Linked DNA regions of Zea mays: region 1 is linked to region 2. Evidence: chromatin contacts called from public Hi-C data. All regions are on one chromosome and are shown on one strand. Each heading gives the region's core, a stretch centred on a gene start, on an enhancer-like site or on the middle of the called end of the contact. The rest is flanking DNA. Distances are from core to core; before and after follow the strand shown.

What was found. A called contact is a pair of places that touch in the nucleus more often than the background predicts.
Region 1: a Hi-C map of tassel shows a contact between it and region 2, with 4 times the contacts expected there. The contact joins the promoter of LOC103651969 here to the promoter of LOC100193911 in region 2. A contact is called at or near these places in 3 of 25 Hi-C or Micro-C datasets (bundle sheath, ear and tassel).

What each region holds. Positions count from the first base shown.
Region 1 is chr3:61,481,620-61,488,183 of Zm-B73-REFERENCE-NAM-5.0, forward strand. LOC103651969 (gibberellin 2-beta-dioxygenase 2) reads right to left here and starts at 4,113. Exons shown (of 3, transcript XM_008677633.4): 1 at 3,595-4,113. The coding sequence starts at 3,992.
Region 2 is chr3:61,247,291-61,254,788 of Zm-B73-REFERENCE-NAM-5.0, forward strand. LOC100193911 (Golgi apparatus membrane protein-like protein ECHIDNA) reads left to right here and starts at 6,173. Exons shown (of 6, transcript NM_001138983.1): 1 at 6,173-6,350; 2 at 6,548-6,604; 3 at 6,688-6,891; 4 at 6,987-7,046. The coding sequence starts at 6,336.

The sequences.
Region 1 (6,564 bases), core at 2,863-5,362, 230 kb after region 2:
AAATAAGGCTGCATGGTGAAAGACCCGTTGGTACGGCGCCCCTGCATCATTTGATTATCAACGCCCCGTCACACGCAAATAGCCAGGACACTACGTACGGTCTGCAGGGTCCTGATATAGATGGCCTGAAATGACCTATCTGCATGCTTTCTGTTGACAGAAAATACAACATAATACAACGTGCCTGTACTTCCCGATTCTCATGCTTTTACTATGCCAGCGCACTGTGTTTACTACCGATTGACATTTGTAGCAATTTCTGTAATGTTTACACCTCTTTGTGCCAGAATAAATGTACTCTTGAATTTAAAATTTATCATAAAATATCTACATCTCTATAGAAATGACAATATTTTCACTACCTCTTCTCAGCGTATAATAATTATATTTTTTCTAGCAACATATATATATATATATAGTTTTTTATTAATATTAATTTTTATCTCAACTACGCATTTATTTTAGAACGGATAAAGTACGCTCATGCTATGTACAAAACCTGTTCCACTTCTTACCCAAGCAGCTGCGGTACAGTTTCCGGTGGAAAATTTGACGTGGCACACTGAATTAGTATGGCAGTGGCATAAATGGAACAAGAGTTTTGTACAGTTGTGGCATTAATAAATACTTCATCCGTTATTTTTTATTTATCCCGATTTAGCTCAGAAATGAATTAGCAGACGACAAATATTCGAGAACATAGGTAGTCCTATAAAAGAAACACCGAATTTCGTAATTGTAATGGTAGGTGCACTTGTGTATGTTATATATATGTACACTAGAATATAAAATGCGTGAAACCTTTGGTTTCAACACTCAATGCATGCACCTTGTGTATTAGGATTTTACTTAGCTTAAGGCTACCAAGGATTAGGGTATTTTTTATGAAAAGAACTTCAAAATAAATGTTTATAAGCTTCGAAAATTCTTGTAAATCTTATATATTTAGAGGGAGGTGATGATGTATTTAACTAAGTCCCTGTTTGGGAGGGCTTCATTTCAATAATTATAGCTTCGATATTTTAGATTCATCATGAAACAACTTTAACAGATTGGTAACTCAGAGTTCAAGAGTGTTTGGCTTGCACATAGACTTCAGTTTCCTTAATTACCCTTGATTATTAGCGGCTGGACAAAGAGACATGAATCCGTAGGTCATGTAACCAATGGTATGGTGGGTAATTTTTGTGCAACTTCATGAGAAGGTACGAAAATAGTGTTTTTAAAGCACCTTTTGAGCAACTTATGAAACTGGCCTTTAATTTCAGTTTTTTGAAGTTAGAGCTCGTGGAGCTAGACCTGTTTAGATAGAAGAAGCTGAAATAAAGCTAAAATTCTTTAAGTGAAGCTCTCCTAAACAAAGCCTAAATAAGGCCCAAATTTCAAGAAAAAGCTTCACCTCATTAGTAACAAAAATTTCAAAACGAAACAAAAAAGTAAAAGCATACAAAACTTTAAAAGCTAACTCAACGTCGTTCGCTATGTATAACATAGACAAAAAAACAAGAAAATGCAAAAAGTTACAATAAACACATTGTTTTTGTCTTTTCCTATGTTCTTTGCCAATTTCACGTCTCATCAATAAAGTTGAATTTGGGCTTATATTTTATATGCTTGTACATCACCACCTTGCTCCTTTAACACGAGGATGCCTTTTTGTATTCTATCAAAACATCTAAACTTATTTTTAATAGTTTTTCAAGATTTTCGCTTAATACATAGGGTTCTCCGTAAGAAATATTATCCCTAACATCAACCTATCCTGTTTATAATTAATCATTCCTTCCATCTCATAAAATATACAATTTAGGATTGTGTTAAGCACAAGAATTTAAAGTTTGAGCAAATTAAATAACAAGAGGTGTTAATAGCTATCATACCAAACAACTATCTCCAAATTCATCATGAAATATGTATTTACATAGTATAACTATTTAAAGTAATAAATATTGTTAATATTTCCTATATACAAATTTAATCATACTTAAAAAAATCGAATTAGACCAAATCTGAAAATCACATTCTTTGTGGAAAGAATGTAGCAGGAAGCGTACATATTCTTCTACCAACTTTGTTGGATTGGCTAAGAGATCGAGAAAACAATATTCTAGTCACATTTAGAAGCATAGTAATGTTCTAGAGGAAGTAGAATCACAAGCTTTTTGAACCCCATGATCTAGGACTTTTCTCTCTCCAAGCTGACCTAAGAGTGTGATGATTAATTGATTAACATAAGAGAGAGAAGTAGTACATATAGAGAGAACTCTCTACATTGCCATCATAACATTTTTTCGTCTACTTTGACGTCGCTTGATTATATTTGTAATTACGAAGCATGTCCTTTCAACTTTTTTTTCCACTGGTTAAAATGTGGAAAACTACGTTGATTCAGAAATACAACACTGTTCTAGAGGGAAAAGGTTAAAGCATATCCATTAGTCCTCTAAAAAATGCTCCCTAAACTCTATTTTAGTAAGTTGCTAAATATATATTGGGAACAAAAAGAACCTTAGCCTCCAGCAGTTCTGGATTCTTAGGTTGTTAAATATTTTTAAATTATGCTATCTCGTTGGTAAATTAATTATTTTTATAACTTAAATCATTTAATGTACATCACTTGTACGCGGTTACGAACTCGATGGCAAACAAATGATTTTACGGCGTGATTGATGAGCAATACAAGCTATTAGAAGTGTGAAACAACTCACCAGGTTTGAGAACTAAATAGAGATATCTTGGAAGTTATTATATATTGAGAAAACTCATTTAAGAAATTGTTGTAGCATGATTTTTGTTTACTAACACCCTAAATCAACTTTAGGGAGTTTTTTGTGGAACTACTGGAGGTGACCAACATGCACTTCTAGAATCATAAATTTCCCTACCAGTGCAAAATTCAACACCCACAGGCTAAGGCCCTGCTTGGTTTCTTTAGTCACCTGACTAAATTTTAGTGACTAAAGTATCTCGTTTGGTTCCAGTGACTAAATCTTACTAAAAAGCATTAATTGGTGTGAATAATGATTGCATTACCCCTATTAATTAGTGGACATGTGTTGCACTAAAAAAGAGAAGATAGCAAATGAGGTAAAAATCCTACTTTAGTCTCTTTTAGTCACCCCTTAGTGACTAAAGAATGTAAGTTTAGTTATCCCACTTTAGTCATCCTGTTTGCTTCTTTAGGGACTAAAAATGACTAAATTTTAGTCACTAGACTTTAGTCATCCCAAACCAAACGGGCCTAATTCACGTTTCGAGTAGTGTTGGCCAGTAGGCGTCGCATCAGGTTTATCCACTTGCTAGAATCAGAGACAAGGCACGCCGATTTCTTTCTTTCATCATCTTCATTTTAAAAAACTGACTCAGGCGCATTGGTATATACTACCTATGGCACTAACGACGACTAATGATGCATCTTGCACAAGAAATAAATTTTCGCGTCGATACATAATTTAAGTGATTATAACAATAATATATCATATACAATATAGAGACGTTTGCAACTTTCCAGAGTAGATGAACAAAACTAAACAAAGGCTACAAGAACATGTGCAAAATAATTAATATACAATATAATCGTAGATATGATATTACCTGAACCGCGAAGGGTCCTCCGCGTCGATGACCATGGCCTTGCGCGCCACTGCTGCGGGTTGGGCGTGCAGGATGAGGTACTCCAGCTCGCCGACGTCGCCGTTGGCACCAATGTTCCGGCTGCCATACCCCAGCGGGTCCGGCGGCCCGGCCGCCTGCTTCACCGGAGCGGGGCGCGCGAAGAACGCCGACGTGGCGGCGTCCAGCCGGGCGGACACCCGCGGCGGCACGCCGTGGTTGACGGCCTTGAAGAAGCCGCGCTCCGCGCAGGCGCGCACCAGCCGGCGCGCCAGCTCGCCGCGCCCCGACGGCGCCGACATGTCCACCGTCGGGATAATGCCGAGCGGGAGAGACTCCGGCGCCATGTCCCGGCCTGCCGCCGCCGACGGCGCTACCATGGCTAGATGATTATTGCGTGGTATGAATATGATTGCACGTGTACCGTGTTGCGTACTTGTGGAGCGCGCGCGCGCGCGAGAGAGAGTTTTAGAGTGGCAGTGAGGATGATGATGCCGCCGGCCGGCCGGTCGGGGTGTGGGTGTGGCAGCCGCGGGCAGCGCACGTATAAATGGTACACGGTGGGGGTGGAGTTGAAGATTCCGCTTGGAATGCTGACAGTTTGTTCTGGTTTTGACCTGGTGTCCTGGCCTCGAGTTATTAGTAGTATTTGCTACGGATGATTCAACGAAGCAGCTGGCGGCCGATCCCTCCCTTTTCTTGGAATTGCAGGCCGCGATGTAATTTTATTTGCTGGGCCTGTGTTGGGTACGGGAGAGCAGATCTTCTGTGGTTGTCATGTTGATGAGGGGCCTGGTGACAACCTTTCCGCCCCACCTGGTGATGTGCATTTTAAATACTAGATGGTTAGAATAATACCAGCTCTTGACATCTAATATATTTAATAGTTAAAGATAAAAAGTAATTATAGATGGTTAGAGGATTAGAGGAAAGCAGCGAGCGCGCTAGATCGTCGTCATCGTCCAATTGAGCAGTGGAACAGCACACAGCATAGTGTGGCACAGAGGATCCGATGCTCCCGGAGGGTGCAAAAGCGTTCCATTCAGTACAGCTCGATGCATTGCCGTCCTGAATTAGTTTAGTCGTCTTTGTTTAGTTAAGTTCATTCTGACAGCACCTGGTTCATCGACCATGCATGCATGTCTTGTATCGGCAGATGATGCCAGTGCCCAAAACGGAAAACTCACCGTTGGAGCATCAGGAACGTGCACCGCCCAGAAAGAGAAACATTGTCTGCTTCTTGCCTGAATGTGCTGGCCGCCGTAGCGTGCATCGACATTTCCATTTCATCACCTACCTGTTACTACATACGGTTAAATAATTAGCATTGATTAAAGACGTTCCTTAAAAGAACAGATATTAAAGGTTTTTTTTTCTTCTGAAGCCTTGTTCGTACGAACCGACACTAAAAAGTCTAAAATGCCTCTTTGTAACTTTGGTTCCATCCCAGAACTTTCAGTTCTAGCTTACTAGTAGGAATATAAATGGTACTGATATTATACATTCGTATTTAATTTCAATTCGTCTAAGAGAGATGAGAACCGATCTGTATCCGAGTCTAGGTACTCAGTTTCAGATTAAATCTGTTCTTTATCCATATCCGTTTTCTTAAAGTTGGATATTTGAAATATCGATATTCATTCAAATCTTATTCGACACAACTTGATAATATCCAAATTTGTTTCGAATCTAAAGAGAAAATATGAAAATAAATATAGAAGGAGTAATATCCATCCGTATCGGATTCGTTTACACCCTACCCTTAAGTCTTTAATACCGGTTGTAACTTTAGCCTTTCTCAAGGCTTTCTCATTCATTCTCTTCTTCCCGTGCCTTTCCCGTTGAGCCTCTTGAGTGTAACACCTTAAATCCTTCAATTAAAATAATGTATTAGTAGTTGTTAAACTTAGTAGAGAGTATATTAAAATTTGAACAAAGTGTTTAATTTCATATTCATTCATTCATGGGGCATGAATTTTGTTTGCAAATCATTGTTGAAGATTTTATTTATAGTCTTCGTTTATGCGAAATCCAAATTTTAAATATATTAGACTTTGGTCTAAAGATAAATATTTGGTATTTTAATTATAAATATTATTATTAGATTTATTATAATGTTTAAAATATTTAAAAATATAATTATTTATATTTTTAATGGATAACCTATTCAAAAAAGAGAAAAGCAAAAAGAAAAAAAATTGAAACCCTAATCGTCCGCTGAATTCGGCCCACCAAGGGCCCAGCTGCGCCTCTCTTCCTCTCATTTCCCCTCCCTTTCTCACTTAGGTCTGATTTGGTGATCGGGGATCCCGAGATGATTCATGGGGAGAAAAATCCTCTTGTTATTCAAAATTGAATTGCAAGGGGATTTCTCCCCATGGATCCCCTCGGGATCCCTAATCACCAAATCAGCCCTTACAGGCGGGTCCGTCTTTGCGGTCCTTCCCCTTCCCACACCGTGCGGACGCGCGCGCGTCCCGCGTGTGCCCTTGCCGCCCGGCCTCATCGGCATCCATGCTCGACCGCGCTGGCTCACCTGTCGCATCCCTTTCTCGCCCCCTCCCTCGCCTCCTCATCCGACCACTCGGTTCCCTACACCCAAAACCGACACCCTCTCCATTCACTCCCACTCTCCTCATCTCTCCATTGAAGGAGGTAACCGCCGCCATTAATGGCTGTCGACCGGCTCTCCCTCTCCCCCCGACAACCTCTACACTCCCCTCCTCCGTATAAATTCTAGTTGCGCCCCCATGGAGGCGGTTCCCTTGCCTCCGAGCTCACCCAACCACATGCCCTATTCTCTCTCTCTCGCGAGAGCTTACCACGCCGACGCCCCTGCTCATCATCGGAGCTCGCCACGCCGATGCCATGCTCGCCGTCGGAGCTGCCGCAGTAGAAGACCGCCTGGCTGGCCCCCTGCTACGACCGACCAGCCCCCTTGCTCGCCGACCC
Region 2 (7,498 bases), core at 4,923-7,422:
ACGACCAGCTCGCATGAGGGAACGACCAGACCAGCCAAAGCATTACGCGAGGCATTAAGACCTCAGAGGAGTCAAACCACTCCTCCGAGGCCTCAGGGGCTACACCCGGCGGGTGCGCTCGCGCGCACCCACCGGAACAAAACGCAACCGAGAAAGGCTGGTCCCCTTGCAAAAAAGTGCGACGAAAGCCTCCAAGCGAGTGCTAACACTCCCTTCGAGGCTCGGGGGCTACTGTCGGGGACCATAATTAGGGGTACCCTCAAGTCTCCTAATTCTCAGCCGGTAACCCCCATCAGCATAAAGCTGCAAAGGCCTGATGGGTGCGATTTAGTCAGGGATCGGTCCATTCGAGGGACTCGATCACGCCTCGCCCGAGCCTAGCCTCGGACAAGGGCAGCCGACCCCGGAGGATCTCCGTCTCGCCCGAGGCCCCCCTCCAGCGACGAACATACTTACGGCTCGCCCGAGGCCTTGTCTTCGCCAACAAGCAACCCTGACCAAATCGCCACGCCAACCGACCAGATCGCAGGAGCATTTAATGCAAAGGTGACCTGACACCTTTATCCTGACACGCGTCCTCCAGTCGACAGAGCCAAAGTAACCGCAGTCACTTCGCCGCTCCACTGACCGACCTGACAGAAGGACAGCGCCGCCTGCGCCGCTCCGTCTGCTGTGCCACTCGACAGAGTGAGGCTGGCAGGCAGTCAGGCTCGACCTCAGGCACCATAGGAAGCTCCGCTTCGCCCGACCCAGGTCTCGGACTCGGGCTCAGCCCCGGAAGACGACGAACTCCGCTCCGCCCGACCCAGGGCTCGGACTCGGGCTCAGCCCCGGAAGACGACAAACTCCGCTCCGCCCGACCCAGGGCTCAGACTTGGGCTCAGCCCCAGAAGACGGCGAACTCCGCTCCGCCCGACCCAGGGCTCGGACTTGGGCTCAGCCCCAAAAGACGACAAACTCCACTCCGCCCGACCCAGGGCTCGGACTTGGGCTCAGCCCCAGACGACGACGAACTCCGCTTCGCCCGACCCCAGGGCTCGGACTCAGCCCTGGCCTCAGCCGACGGTCTCCGCCTCGCCCGACCCAGGGGCTCGGACTCGACCACGGCCACGAAAGACAGACTCGACCTCGACCTCGGAGGAGCCTCCACATCGCCCAACCTAGGGTGCGGACCGACCACGTCGACAGGAGGCGCCATCATTACCCTACCCCAAGCTGACTCAGGCTACGGGGAATAAGACCGGCGTCCCATCTGGCTCGCTCCGCCAGATAGGCAATGATGGCGCCCCGCACGCTCTGTGACGACGGCGGCTCTCAGTCCCTTTACGGAAGCAAGAGGACGTCAGCAAGGACTCGACAGCCCCGACAGCTGTCCTTCCGCCAGGCTCCAGCGCTCCTCCGACGGCCACGACACCACACGAACCGGGTGCCAAAACCTCTCCGGCTGCCACGACGGCATGTACTTAGGGCGCTAGCTCTCCTCCGCTAGACACGTAGCACTCTGTTACACCCCCCCCCCATTGTACACCTAGATCCTCTCCTTACGCCTATAAAAGGAAGGACCAGGGCCCTCTTACAGAGGGTTGGCCGTGCGGGGACGAGGACGGGACAGGCGCTCGCGTGAGGCCGCTCGCTCCCTCTCCCGCGTGGACGCTTGTAACCCCCTACTGCAAGTGCACCCGACCTAGGCGCGGGACGAACACGAAGGCCGCGGGATTTCCACCTCTCTCACGCCCATCTCCGGCTGCCTTTCTTCCCCCCTTCGCGCTCGGCCTCGCGCCGACCCATCTGGGCTGGGGCACGCGGCGACATTTCACTCGTCGGCCCAGGGACCCCCCGGTCTCGAAACGCCGACACATTGACATTAAAATCCTTACACCTATTGCAAATCACAACATGTTCTATACAAGAGCTTGATTTATTAGCTATGTCTAACTTAGTATTTAAATCATCATTAATACTCTTTAAGCTAGAAATAGATTCATGGCATGTAGATAATTCACATGAAAGCATTTCATTTCTTTTAACCTCTAAAGCAAGAGAACTTTGTGCATTAACAAATTTATCATGCTCTTCATATAAAAGATCCTCTTGTATTTCTAACAATCTATTCTTCTCATTCAAAGCATCAATTAATTCATTGATCTTATCAATTTTGTTTCTATCTAAGCCTTTGAATAAGCTAGCGTAGTCTACTTCATCATCACTAGACTCATCATCACTTGAAGAAGCATATGTAATGGTACTTCGAGTACTTACCTTCTTCTCCTTTGCCATGAGGCAGGTGTGATGTTCGTTGGGGAAGAGAGCTGACTTGTTGAAGGCTGAGGCGGCGAGTCCTTCGTTATCAGAGTCGGACGAGGAGCAATCCGAATCCCACTCCTTTCCAAGGTGTGCCTCGCCCTTTGCCTTTTTGTAGGTCTTCTTCTTTTCCCACTTTCCGCTCTTTCCTTGTTCTTGGTCACTATCATTATCGGGACAGTTAGCAATAAAGTGACCAATCTTACCACACTTGAAGCAGGAGCGCTTTCCCTTCGTCTTGCTCTTGTTGGGATGCTCCTTGTGACCTTTGAGCGCCGTCTTGAAGCGCTTGATGATGAGGGCCATTTTGTCCTCATTTAGCCCGACCGCTTCAACTTGCGCCACCTTGCTAGGTAGCGCCTCCCTGCTACTTGTTGCTTTGAGAGCAACGGTTTGAGGCTCGTAGATTGGGCCATTCAACGCCTCATCAACATATCTTGCCTCCTTGATCATCATTCACCCGCTTACAAACTTTCCAAGTATTTCCTCGGGCATCATCTTGATGTACCTAGGATTCTCACGAATAGAGTTTACAAGATGAGGATCAAGGACAGTGAAGGACCTTAGCATAAGTCGGACGACGTCGTGGTCCGTCCATCTCGTGCTTCCATAGCTTCTTATCTTGTTAACCAGGGTCTTGAGCCTATTGTACATTTGAGTTGGCTCCTCTCCCCTGATCATCGCGAACCTTCCTAGTTCGCCTTCCACCAACTCCATTTTGGTGAGCATGGTGGCGTCGTTCCCCTCATGCGAGATCTTGAGGGTGTCCCAGATTTGCTTGGCGTTATCCAAGCCGCTCACCTTATTGTATTCTTCCCTGCACAAGGATGCTAAGAGAACAGTAGTAGCTTGTGCATTTTTATGGATTTGTTCATTAATAAACATAGAATTATCAGAACTGTCAAATTGCATTCCATTTTCTACAATCTCCCATATACTTGGATGAAGAGAGAACAAGTGGCTACGCATTTTGTGACTCCAAAATCCGTAGTCCTCTCCATCAAAGTGTGGAGGTTTACCAAGAGGAATGGAAAGCAAATGAGCATTTGAATTTTGCGGAATACGAGAATAATCGAAAGAAAAGTTCGAGTTAACCGTTTTCTTTTTCTCCTCGTATTCATCGTCTTTTTGAGAAGAGGAAGATTCGTCGCTGTCGTAGTAGACAATCTTCTTAATGCGCCTCTTCTTCTTTCCATCCTTCTTATTTTGACTCGAGTCGGAGTCGTTGGCTTTGTCGTCCCTTGGCTCGTTGAAGATGGACTCTTTCTCATTGTCGTTGACCACCATCCCCTTTCCCTTAGGATCCATCTCTTCGGGCGATTAGTCCCTTTCTTGAAGAGAACGACTCCGATACCAATTGAGAACACCTAGAGGGGGGTGAATAGGTGATCCTGTGAAAACTTAAAACTTAAAGACACAAAACTTGATTAAGAGTTAGCACAATGAAATGAAGTGGCTAAGGAGAGCTCTTGTGAAACACAATAGACACAGTGAGAACAAACACAAGAGACACGAGGATTTATCCCGTGGTTCGGCCAAGTATAACACTTGCCTATTCCACGTTGTGGCGTCCCAATGGACGAGAGTTGCACTCAACTCCTCTCAAGTGATCCAATGATCAACTTGAATACCATGATGTTCTTCTTTCTTTACTCTTTTCCCATTTGTGAGGAATCTCCACAACTTAGAGTCTCTCGCCCTTACAATAAGGATCAAAGTGAAAGCACTAGAGTAAGGGAAGGAAGCAACACACACAAATCCACAGCAAAACGCACACACACAACCAAGACTTGAGCTCAAATGAATAGCACAAAGTTCACCACTAGAACGGAGCTCAAATCACTAAGAATGTCAATCGAGTGCGCAAAGACGGAGTGTGAATGATCAAGAATGCTCAAAGTATGCTTGGTGTACTCCTCCATGTGCCTAGGGGTCCCTTTTATAGCCCCAAGGCAGCTAGGAGCCGTTGAGAGCAATTCAGGAAGACTATCCTTGCCTTGTGTCGGGTGGTGCACCGGACAGTCCGGTGCACCACCGGACACTGTCCGGTGCTGATTTCTTTCCTATTCTGGCGCAGCCGACCATTGAAGATTTGGAGCCGTTGGCGCACCGGACAGTCCGGTGCCCCCATCAGACAGTGGGCTCGGCTACGCTCACGCGCGGATTGCGCGGCCGACCGTTGGCGCAGTCGACCGTTGGCTCACCGGACAGTTCGGTGATTTTTAGCCGTACGCCGCCGATGAAATCCCGAGAGCGGCCTTTTCACCAGAGCCAGCCTGGCGCACCGGACAGTCCGGTGCACCCAGACTGAATAGTAGTTGGCTGTACACAGCCAACTCTTTTTTCCTTTTGTCTTTTCTCTGATTCTAGCACTTAGACACATATGTTAGTACACAAAAACCAATGTACTAAGTCTAGAATCATACCTTTGTGTTGATTTGCACTTCTTCCACCATTTGGCATAGTTTCATACTTAAACCATTTGTGTTGGCACTTGATCACCAAAATACTTAGAAATAGCCCAAGGGCACATTTCCCTTTCACTAACGTGTCCGACAGAGAGGTGCCTGAGCCCTGTGTACATGCCAACGTGGCTGTCGGAGAGGTGCTAGAGCCCTGTGTACGCGGTAACGTGGCCGTCGGAGGAGCGCTTGAGCCCTATAGAAGCACAGCTGTCAGGGCTGCTGGGATCTTGCTGACGTCTCCTTGCTTCCGTAGAGGGCTGAGAACCACCGTCGTCATGGACGCACGCGGGGAGCCATCATTACTTGTTACCGGGGCGAGCCTGGATGGGACGCCGGTCTTGTTCCCCCGTAGCCTGAGCTAGCTAGGGGTAGGGTAATGATGTATCCCCCGTAGCGTGGTCGGTCCGAGCTCAAGGTCGGGCGAGGCGGAGACTCCTCCTGAGGCCGAGGCCGGGGTCGGGCGAGGACGCGATTCCTCCGAGGTCGAGGTTGAGGCCGAGCCCTAGGGTCAGGCGAGGCGGAGACCACCGTCCGAGGCCGAGGCCCAAGGTCGGGCGAGACGGAGCTTCCTGTTGCGCCTTGGCTGTTGTCAGCCTCACCCTGGCGGGTGGCACAACAGTCGGAGCGGGGCAGGCGACGCTGTTTTCCTGTCAGGTCGGTCAGTGGAAGGGCGAAGTGACTGCGGTCACTTCGACCCTGCCGACTGAGGCACGTGTGTCAGGATAAGGTGTCAGGCGATCTTCGCATTGAATGCGCCTGCGATACGGTCGGTTGGAGGGGCGATTTGGCCAAAGTTGCTTCTCGACGAAGCCTGCTCGAGCTGGGGTTTGGGCGAGTCGAGGGTGCGCCCGTTGCTTGAGGAGGCCCTCGGGCGAGGCGAGAATTCGTCTGGGACTACAGTTCCCGCCCGAGGCTGGGCTCGGGCGAGGCGAAATCACGTCCCTTGAGTAGACGAAGCCTTAATCTGAACCGTGCCCATCAGCCTTTACGGTTTGTGCCGATGGTGGTTACCAACCGTGTTTAGGAGTGTTGGGGGTACCCTTAATTACGGTACCCGATACCGTGCGTTCATAAAAATTATTATGCGAAGAGCAGAGTCAATCAATAAAAAACCTTGAAATCTTTTTAGTGGATATGTTATATAAATGTTATTATGAGCCGTCGCAATGCACGGTCAACTGAATAGTTTGTTTTGAAACTTGAGAAACAACTAACTCAACACTTCGGATGGATGGGTAAAGGGCTAAAGGCAGCCCAAAATACTTGCACTTGCTGATGCCACGCTACAGTCGAGTTCGGGCCGGCCAAAAAGTGTCGAAGTGTTTCTTGGCCCGACCCGATACTTCCTGTCAAAACGGCAGGGCCGGACTGGACTCCCTGCAGGCCTTGCATTTTTTGCTCCGCTTTGCCTTCCCCGATTACGCTCCCTCGCTACTCGCTAGTCGCCACGCTCGCCAGGTTCTCGCGTTGCCCCCGCGTCTCTCTTCTCGTTGCGACGACTGGGCGATCGCTGCCGCCCCGGCGCCCCCGCCGCCAGGTGCCAGGTTGTCGCCGGGCCCTTCGCCGGCGATGAGCACCCAACAGGTACCCCATACCTCTTCTCTTGTCTTCCATTCCTTCTGTGCGAAACTGAGCGCCCAAACCCTAACTGAAGCTATTTACATTCGGATCTGTTATATCATGTAGTATCATGCATAACATTTCTTTTGTTTTGTTGCAAAAATTATCGTGTGTGAATGTGTACACCCATGTTGTTCTTCACTGGATCCGCCCTGTTGCAGGAGGTTACCGAGAACTACGCAAATCCTAAGACATGCTTCTTCCATGTTCTCTTCAAGGTACACATGGCTACAGTTTCTGATCTTATATGCACCAGAACTGTGGTTAGGTTTTAGCTGATTCTGATTGTTTCTCCCTGAAGGCATCGGCATTGGCGTTCTACATACTGTCCACACTGTTCGTGAACAACTTCGTCATCATCTTTGTCATCACTGTGCTCCTCGCAGCACTTGACTTCTGGGTCGTGAAGAATGTCAGCGGAAGGATACTGGTTGGGCTGCGGTGGTGGAATGAGATTAACGATGAGGGAGAGAGTGTCTGGAAGTTTGAGTGCCTTGATGGAGAGGTTTGAATTTGGCAATTTACATTCTTGTTTTTCCTTTTTTGCCTGTTTTGGTCCAGCTGTGCACACAAAATATTCAATTAGCCCTTTTGTTGCAGTCCCTGGCTAGGATGAATAAGAAGGACTCATGGCTGTTCTGGTGGACTCTATATCTGGCTGTAAGTGCTGTAGAGGCCACTATTTATTATTATATATTCTGGTAGGAATAATAAGTAGTACTATTAGAAGTTTCATGTTGCTTGAAGTATTGCTGAATGTACATCTATACTAGTATACTCAGACGACATGCAGTTAGTTTCTTAGGGAAGTAACAATGAGATGAGGAGCCTATGTAAAATAACACCCACCTACAAGGAATTCTATGAACTCAGTAGAAGCATGCAAGATTCCTCCACATAGAGTTAGTGAGAGTATTGACAATTACTCATGTATATAAACTATAAGGCACTACATGCATTTCTTACTTGCTGCTGTTATTAAAATGGATATGAATGCATAGGCTCATAGGAATTCTGGGAGACGTTGGTTGTAATTTTGTAAGTGTGTGGTTATTGTAAACTTTATTTCCTTTGAGTGTTGATACCGCGAAAGGGTCTCTAGCTGAGTTGGT